2 separate regions of the Mus musculus genome follow, and region 2 is linked to region 1. The links are chromatin contacts, called in public promoter capture Hi-C maps. All regions are on one chromosome and are shown on one strand. Each heading gives the region's core, a stretch centred on a gene start, on an enhancer-like site or on the middle of the called end of the contact. The rest is flanking DNA. Distances are from core to core; before and after follow the strand shown. Region 1 has its middle 11 kb from the start of Rhbdd2. Region 2 overlaps Por (P450 (cytochrome) oxidoreductase).

Evidence for each region. Capture Hi-C pulls out chosen DNA fragments and counts their contacts.
Region 2: a promoter capture Hi-C map of adipose tissue shows a contact between it and region 1. The contact joins two enhancer-like sites. A contact is called at or near these places in 1 of 39 promoter capture datasets (embryonic stem cells), 2 of 15 datasets of contacts at CTCF or cohesin (the NIH/3T3 cell line and large pre-B cells), 1 of 484 Hi-C or Micro-C datasets (bone marrow-derived macrophages), 10 of 115 datasets of contacts at active chromatin or transcription factors (the HPC-7 cell line, acute myeloid leukemia, cardiomyocytes and 5 more) and 4 of 9 other capture datasets (adipose tissue, embryonic stem cells, liver and 1 more).

Annotation. Positions count from the first base shown.
Region 1 is chr5:135,620,450-135,623,624 of GRCm38.p6, reverse strand. No RefSeq gene overlaps it. Among named protein-coding and RNA genes, the nearest start is that of Rhbdd2, 11 kb to the left of the region's middle. Within about 2 kb of position 1,709, at least 52 of the 459 cell types and tissues checked have an H3K27ac peak or open chromatin away from gene starts, as enhancers often do. A contact at or near this core is called in the NIH/3T3 cell line and adipose tissue, where this site is marked.
Region 2 is chr5:135,724,349-135,727,738 of GRCm38.p6, reverse strand. The region is part of intron 2 of Por (P450 (cytochrome) oxidoreductase); the gene reads right to left. Among named protein-coding and RNA genes, the nearest start is that of Mir7034, 9.8 kb to the left of the region's middle. Within about 2 kb of position 2,013, at least 162 of the 459 cell types and tissues checked have an H3K27ac peak or open chromatin away from gene starts, as enhancers often do. A contact at or near this core is called in the NIH/3T3 cell line and adipose tissue, where this site is marked.

The DNA.
Region 1 (3,175 bases), core at 460-2,959:
CCACATTCTGAGCGCTCGTCCTTGCTCAGATGAGCCTCGTGCACAGATGTACCCAGAAGCGTGTCTCCTAGGTGTGACCTCCAAAGTCAGTAACTTGAAGTCAACCAAGAGGAGGTAAGGTGTGGGGTTAACGTAGGCCTCTCCTGCGTCATACAAAGGCTTCATTGCCTTCTTTCCGGAGCGCCTCCATTCTCTTCTCTCCCACTCATCCCCCACTCTGGCACCTCTGCCCCGGACACCTCCAACTGACATCCCAGGGCTTCCTCTTGCATCCTACTGGTCTCAGCCTCAAGCCTACGCCGAGCTGCTGCCTTGGGTTTGACCCGGCCCCGGCTGCTGCGCCCACAGTGAGGTCGGTCCTGTGGATTCTCGAGGAGCGAGGAATTTCCTGGCGCTGCTCTGCCGGTCCTGGGAAGAAAGCCACTTTGTACTTCTAGGGTCAGAGCCCATGAGGAGAAGGCACTTCTACCACATATCTGTGGGTTAGCCACTGGGGCAGGATCTGTTTTCAGAGCACAGAAGACACAGTGCCCTTTTGTGTTCGTTTGGTTTGTTTTTAGAAGAAGTCTTTTGTAGCCCTGTATGGCCTCGAACTCACTATGTAGCCAAAGACGACCTTTGAACTCCTAACCTCTTCTCTCCACCTCTGTCGTATTGGAATTCCAGGTGTGCCCCACCACACCCAGATTACCTGGTGCTGGAGGTAAATCTGGAGCTCTGGCTAGGAAAGCACTCCGTCAACTGAGCCACATACCCAGGCTCACAACTAAAAACACTTAAAAAAAAGACTTATTTGTATCTTATGTGTATGATATTTTACCTGCATGTATGTCTGTGTGCCTCAGGTGTCAGTAGCTTCTCTGGGAATAGACCTACAGTCATCTGTGAGCTTCCACGAGGGTGCTGGGAATTGACACTAGGTTCTTCCTCTGGAAGAACATTTGGTGTTCATGAGCACTGAGCCATCTTTCTAGACACTCCACAATCTTTTCCGTGTGTGTGTGTGTGTGTGTGTGTGTGTGTGTGTGTGTGTATGTGTGTATGCGTGTATGTGTGTGTGTGTATGCATGTGTGTATGTGTGTGTGTATGTGTGTATGTGTGTGTGTGTTTGTGTGTGTATGCGTGTGTGTGTGTTTGTGTGTGTGTATGCGTGTGTGTGTGTATGCGTGTGTGTGTGTTTGTGTGTGTGTGTGTATGCGTGTGTGTGTGTGTGTGTGTGTGTATGTGTGCGTGTGTTTGTGTGTGTGTATGTGTGTATGTGTGTGTGTGTTTGTGTGTATGCGTGTGTCTGTGTGTCTGTGTGTGTTTGTGTAAGTGTGTGTGTGTTTACTGCCATCAAGCTAGGACTACAGGTGAGTGCTGATTTAGATTCTTTCCCCCTTTTTTTGGTGGTACTGGGTGGGATTGAACCCAGAACCTCATACGTATTAGGTGATGCTCTTCTACTGAGACACACCCCTACTCCTCAGTTTATATTTGGTATTAGTTAAAAATGTTTTTCTTTGAGGGAAGTTCTCATGCAGACAAGGCTGGCCCTGTACCCACGATCCTTGTCCCCAACATCCATCCTGAGTGCCGGGATTTCAAGCATGTGCCATCCTGTCTGGCTTGAGGTCGTGTCTTGACAAGACTGTTCTTCAGTATGCTTCTTCACGCTACATGTCTGTCATAATCCTTGTGTTCTTTTCTCTGACTCCGTGAGTCAGCGCTAAGGGCCGGGAACAGTTGGCCTGGCTGGCTTCTCAAGGAGTGATTCACCTCTCTGCTGTCTGCTGGTGGGTGGATGGAGTCTGGTGATAAGGGGGTCTCGGCTGCTTCTGCTCTACGTGGGTTCATCCTGTAGTGACCTTCTTCATCAGGGAAGCAAGAGTGGAAAGGACCAAGGTGAGAGGGCCGTCACTTTAGTTTTTTCAAATCTTTTTTTTTTTTTTTTTTTCGAGACAGGGTTTCTCTGTGTAGCCCTGGCTGTCCTGGAACTCACTCTGTAGACCAGGCTGGCCTTGAACTCAGAAATCCACCTGCCTCTGCCTTCCAAGTGCTGGGATTAAAGGTGTGTGCCACCACCGCCCGGCCAAATCCTATTTTTAATGATGATTCTTAAAGGCTTTAACCTTCCTTGTAACCTATCACCTACCAGAGGTAGTGGGAAAGAAAGGATACCGGGGAAGTGTTTAGAAATGGTTCTTTGGAGCAACTCCCATCTGTGCTGCCTGGAAATTGACAGTAAGTTCACAGATTTGCAGGCAGCAGCAGCTTGATCCACTGGCAAACACTTCACCGATATACCAGCAGTCCAGTTTGGTAGAGTCAGGTTAGCAACAGCAGTGACATGACCTAGCAGAGACAGCCAGGCCTCAGCCTCAGCTTGAGGCAGCAGGAAGGACCAACAGAAACACCAGGAGAAGATCTCAGCTGTGCCTCTCTCTGGGGAGCAAAGATCAGCAAAGACAGGAGACCCACAAGGGTTGCACAGCTAGCTGTACCAGCAAGCCAAGCTCTGTCTCTGTGGAGTCCTATTTATACCCTCCAAACATCGCGTGTCCTCCACGTGCCTTGGCTCAGCACGTGCATCCAATCAGCTCCAGTCCTTGGAAGCAGCAACAAACTGCAGCACACCACCACAAATTTTTTTGGTATGTTTATTTCTATGGTGTCCTGACAATGCAGCTCAACAACACAATGTAAGGTGGACCAATGCATGCGTGTTGTTAGCAAAGACTCCTTCATCACGTGCTTGCTTTAACAGAACATCCTCTCTCCGGTGTCTGCTTCACTGAAACGTTCCTTCAGGAGTCAGCCTGAGCCTTTTACACCTGGGTCCACTTTAATGACACATTCTCAGTGTTGCATTCTAATGTAATTACTCAGGGCCATAGCTTGAATGGGCCCCCCAGCAAAACACCATCCAGCTGACTTTCCAAAGAGCCCTCAAGTTTCTACTTCAGAGGACTTTCCACACCTCCAGCTGATATTGTAGCAATGACCGCTCATATTCAATGGCTCATACTATGCGACCATTGCTAGATTACAGGAAATTCTACTACGGTCCTCCCAGGGACCTAGCAACGGCTTACGTCATTACCTGCCACCTGCCAGGTCCGACAGGTATGGGCTTCGGACTGTCTACCTCGACCCTTCTCAAGTCCTCACTCCTCTCCCTTCCCCCAATATGTC
Region 2 (3,390 bases), core at 764-3,263, 100 kb before region 1:
CTAGAAGAAAACCCAGCTCTTAACTTCTCTGGCCAGGTCACTACACTTGTAAGACTTGATGACCCCTGACCTGGCCTTCTCTGAGCCTTCCTACCAACCCCTACTGTCCTTCAACACAACATTAGCTTCCTCAGAGCAACCTTTCCCTGCCTCCCCTAGCATCAAGGCCACTGTCATAACAGGGCACATACATGCGCGTGGCGCTTCCCTCCACATATTCAGTTTGCTTGCCTTGAGGGCTGGCTTTAATAACTTAACGGGAGCTGCCTGGCACTCCACACACAATTCACGGCTTTCCTGCAATGGCCGGTCCAGGTCACCCACCCAGTATCTGGCAGACAGAGGTGGACAGCAGCCTCTGGGGACATTTCCCACTCCCTCCTCCCTCTGGGTTGAGAAGCCAGCTCCTGGCTCTTCTCAAAAAGACAGATGTATCCATAGGAATCCCATCTCCAGCCCCAGCACCCAGGGCAGGCAAGGGCTCCATGCCAGATGCTGAGGGTAGGGACTAGAATGTGCCATCTCTGGCTTCCAAGGGCCTGTCCTGTCCCTGAGCTGGAGCCCAGGGGAATCACAGCAGGAGAAGAGAGCCACGTCAGAGGCAGAACTGGCTGCAAACCTAGGCCCTGTCACCACATAGGCATGTGACAGGCATCCCAGCCCTAGTCCCTGAAGGCCTTAGCTACTTTAACTAGACTCTGCAGTATCTCCTGAGTCCTGCCAGGCACCTGGAACTTGAGTGACACTCAAGGGGACAAAGGTCTTCTTGGAAAGTGAGTAGCTATCTGGGCCAGTCTGTGATTTCATCTGAAATTGCCCAGCAGCCTAAGGTGGCACAAAGCCACAGAGGTGCTAGAGCCAGAGAGACACAAAAGGCTGGGCTCCATTCTCAAGAGCTACAACAGCAGGCTCCCAAGGGCCCAGCCCTGAGGCTAGTGTCCTGCTGTGGGTGGAAAGGGCCAAACTCCAGGCCAGCTGGCTCTGACTATGGTAAGGTGAGGGTGCTGGACAGGTTTACCTGGAAATACTCACCCTTGACCCTGGGAGAAAAGGCCGTGACACTGTGCATTTCTTGTGTGTGTGTGTGTGTGTATGTGTGTGGCCCTCGGGTGCTGTCCACCTTTGTTCAGACAAGGTCTCTCTCACTTGCCTGCAGCTCACCACGCTGCTTAGGCTGGCTGGACACCATGCCCCAGGGACCTGCCCACCCCATGCCTTCCTAGCATGGGGATTAGAAGCCTACCTCAATGCCCAGCTTTTTAATACAGGTTCCGGGGATCAAACTCCCGCTTGTGTAGCAAGGACTTAACGGAGCCATCTCCCCATCCACACCTGAACACATCTGAGGCCCACCCTGTCCTTTAATTAGCTCTGCTTTGCCCTGGGGACAGGAAGGACTGTCCATCTGCGCCCTCACTCATATGAACCCAGCAGAGGCAGTGGCCTCTGGGCAAACGGAGTCAGAGGACCCTGTGCTGGACAATCACACGATGTCTATCCTGGGCAGCCCTTCTTGCCTGGGAACAACTCCTAGCCAGCTCCAGGAAGCAGACCTGGTAGCACCCACCCAGGGGGTTAACTAACAGGAGCCCATTTGGCCCTAGCTCAGGGAGCTGCCTCTCCCTTTGGTGATGATGGCAGCCATGTGAACCTGGCCCATGAGCTCCCCACACATCTGAACTAGGGCTGAAACTGACCTTCTTCGCAGGACAGGCTCTTCCAGCGGCTGAGACGAGTATGCACACCCCATGGTGCTCCCGTTCCCAGCAGGGATTAAAGAAAAAGGGTCCCGCACTGAGCTCTGCGGCAGCTGGCTGGCAGCCCACAGAAAGGAAGTTCGCTTTTGTCCATTCTCAGTGTGATGGGGTAGGCTGCTTGGGCCCAGAGACTCTGAAAGTGCCACCAGACACCCCAGAAGTCCTCTCAGAATTCTTCGGCACCTCTGCCTGCCGCTGTCCCCATGAGCCTGTGAACTCTGCAACATCTGGCAGCTCCAGCAGGACTCCGAACTGAGACTGCAGCCTCCCATGATCCCCTGCGGCTGGGGTAACACCCCCCCACCACACACACACACCATGGACTGAGGGAAGGCGAGAACCTTTCTACATACACACCCCCACTCAGTCTCCTTGGTAACTGTTTATATCAGAGCCCTGCTCCCCACACCCTCCCCCTTTCCCATTAGGAGAAAAAAAGGATGGAGAACAAAGCTGTCCCAGCCCTGACACAGAGCGCTGTGCAGGTCGCAACAATAAGCCACCCTTCGCTGCTCCAAGAGCCCCTGGAGAGAACTGGGGAGTCAAAGACACTGGGGCTCTGGCACCCAGGCACATCCTGGCCACTACAGGGAGATAGACTTTCCCTTCCTGCCCCATGCAGTGGGGACAGCAAGCAAAAGGTTGCGTGTCTTATGAAACCCCTTTCTTGGTACCCAGGCCCAGACCCCAGAGCGTTGTGCAGGTGGCAGCTGGCCCATGTTGTGGGAGCCAGACACCACATGGCTCCATAGCAGAGCCTGAAAGGTTCCAATTAGCCCCCCACCCCACCCCCAGCCCTCCACTGGGAGCAGGCGTCTCTGAAGTCAGCTTCAGGCCACCAGAGTGGGCAAGAAGAGAGGAAGGGGGGGGGGAGCTCTGAGTCACAGGGAGAACCCAGATGCCTCAAGGGGGTGCATTTTTTTTCTCCAGTCCCAGGCAAGGAGAAGCAGCACTTCTGAAAGCCGAGGCAACTCAAATCTAATTTTCTGTGTGTTAGAACTGATTCCTCCTGGGATGGTCCCCTGCCTGGGAGGGACCCAGGAAGCTGCTTTTGAACTTGTAGAGCCTGGCTGTCTGGTGACTAACGTCTCCAGGCCACAGGGTTAACAGGCAGAAAGGGCCATGAGAACAGTGGCAGAAGGGGACAGCAGCTCCCCGCTGGGATAGATGGCCGGCTTCTGTCTGTGTGGAGCTATGATGAAAACCAGTAGGTAGCGCTCCACAGGGCTACGCTCCCAGGGGAGCCACTTCAAAGGGAGCTAGGAGCCAGCTAAGGGCGAGAGCTGACAGGGGCCTCAGGTCAAATCCTAGTTCCTGGAGAGACTTGATGGGGGATGGGAGGACTCTACCCTCTCAGAGGAGAAGTGGGGAGGGATTGTGGGAGAGGTGGCCAGGAAGGGGAGGGGGCAGCAATTAAATTTGAAAAAGATTTGGGCCAGGTGGTGGTGCCCATCTCCGATCCCAGCACTTTGGAGGCTAAGACGTGAGGACAGAGTTCAGTCTAGACTACAGAGCAACTTTGTCTCAAAAAACAAAACCAAAACAAACAAACAAACAACCCAAACAAACAAAAACAACAACAAAGAAAGCTGGGGATATAGTCAGTGGGCCGAGTAGTTTTCTACCACACGAA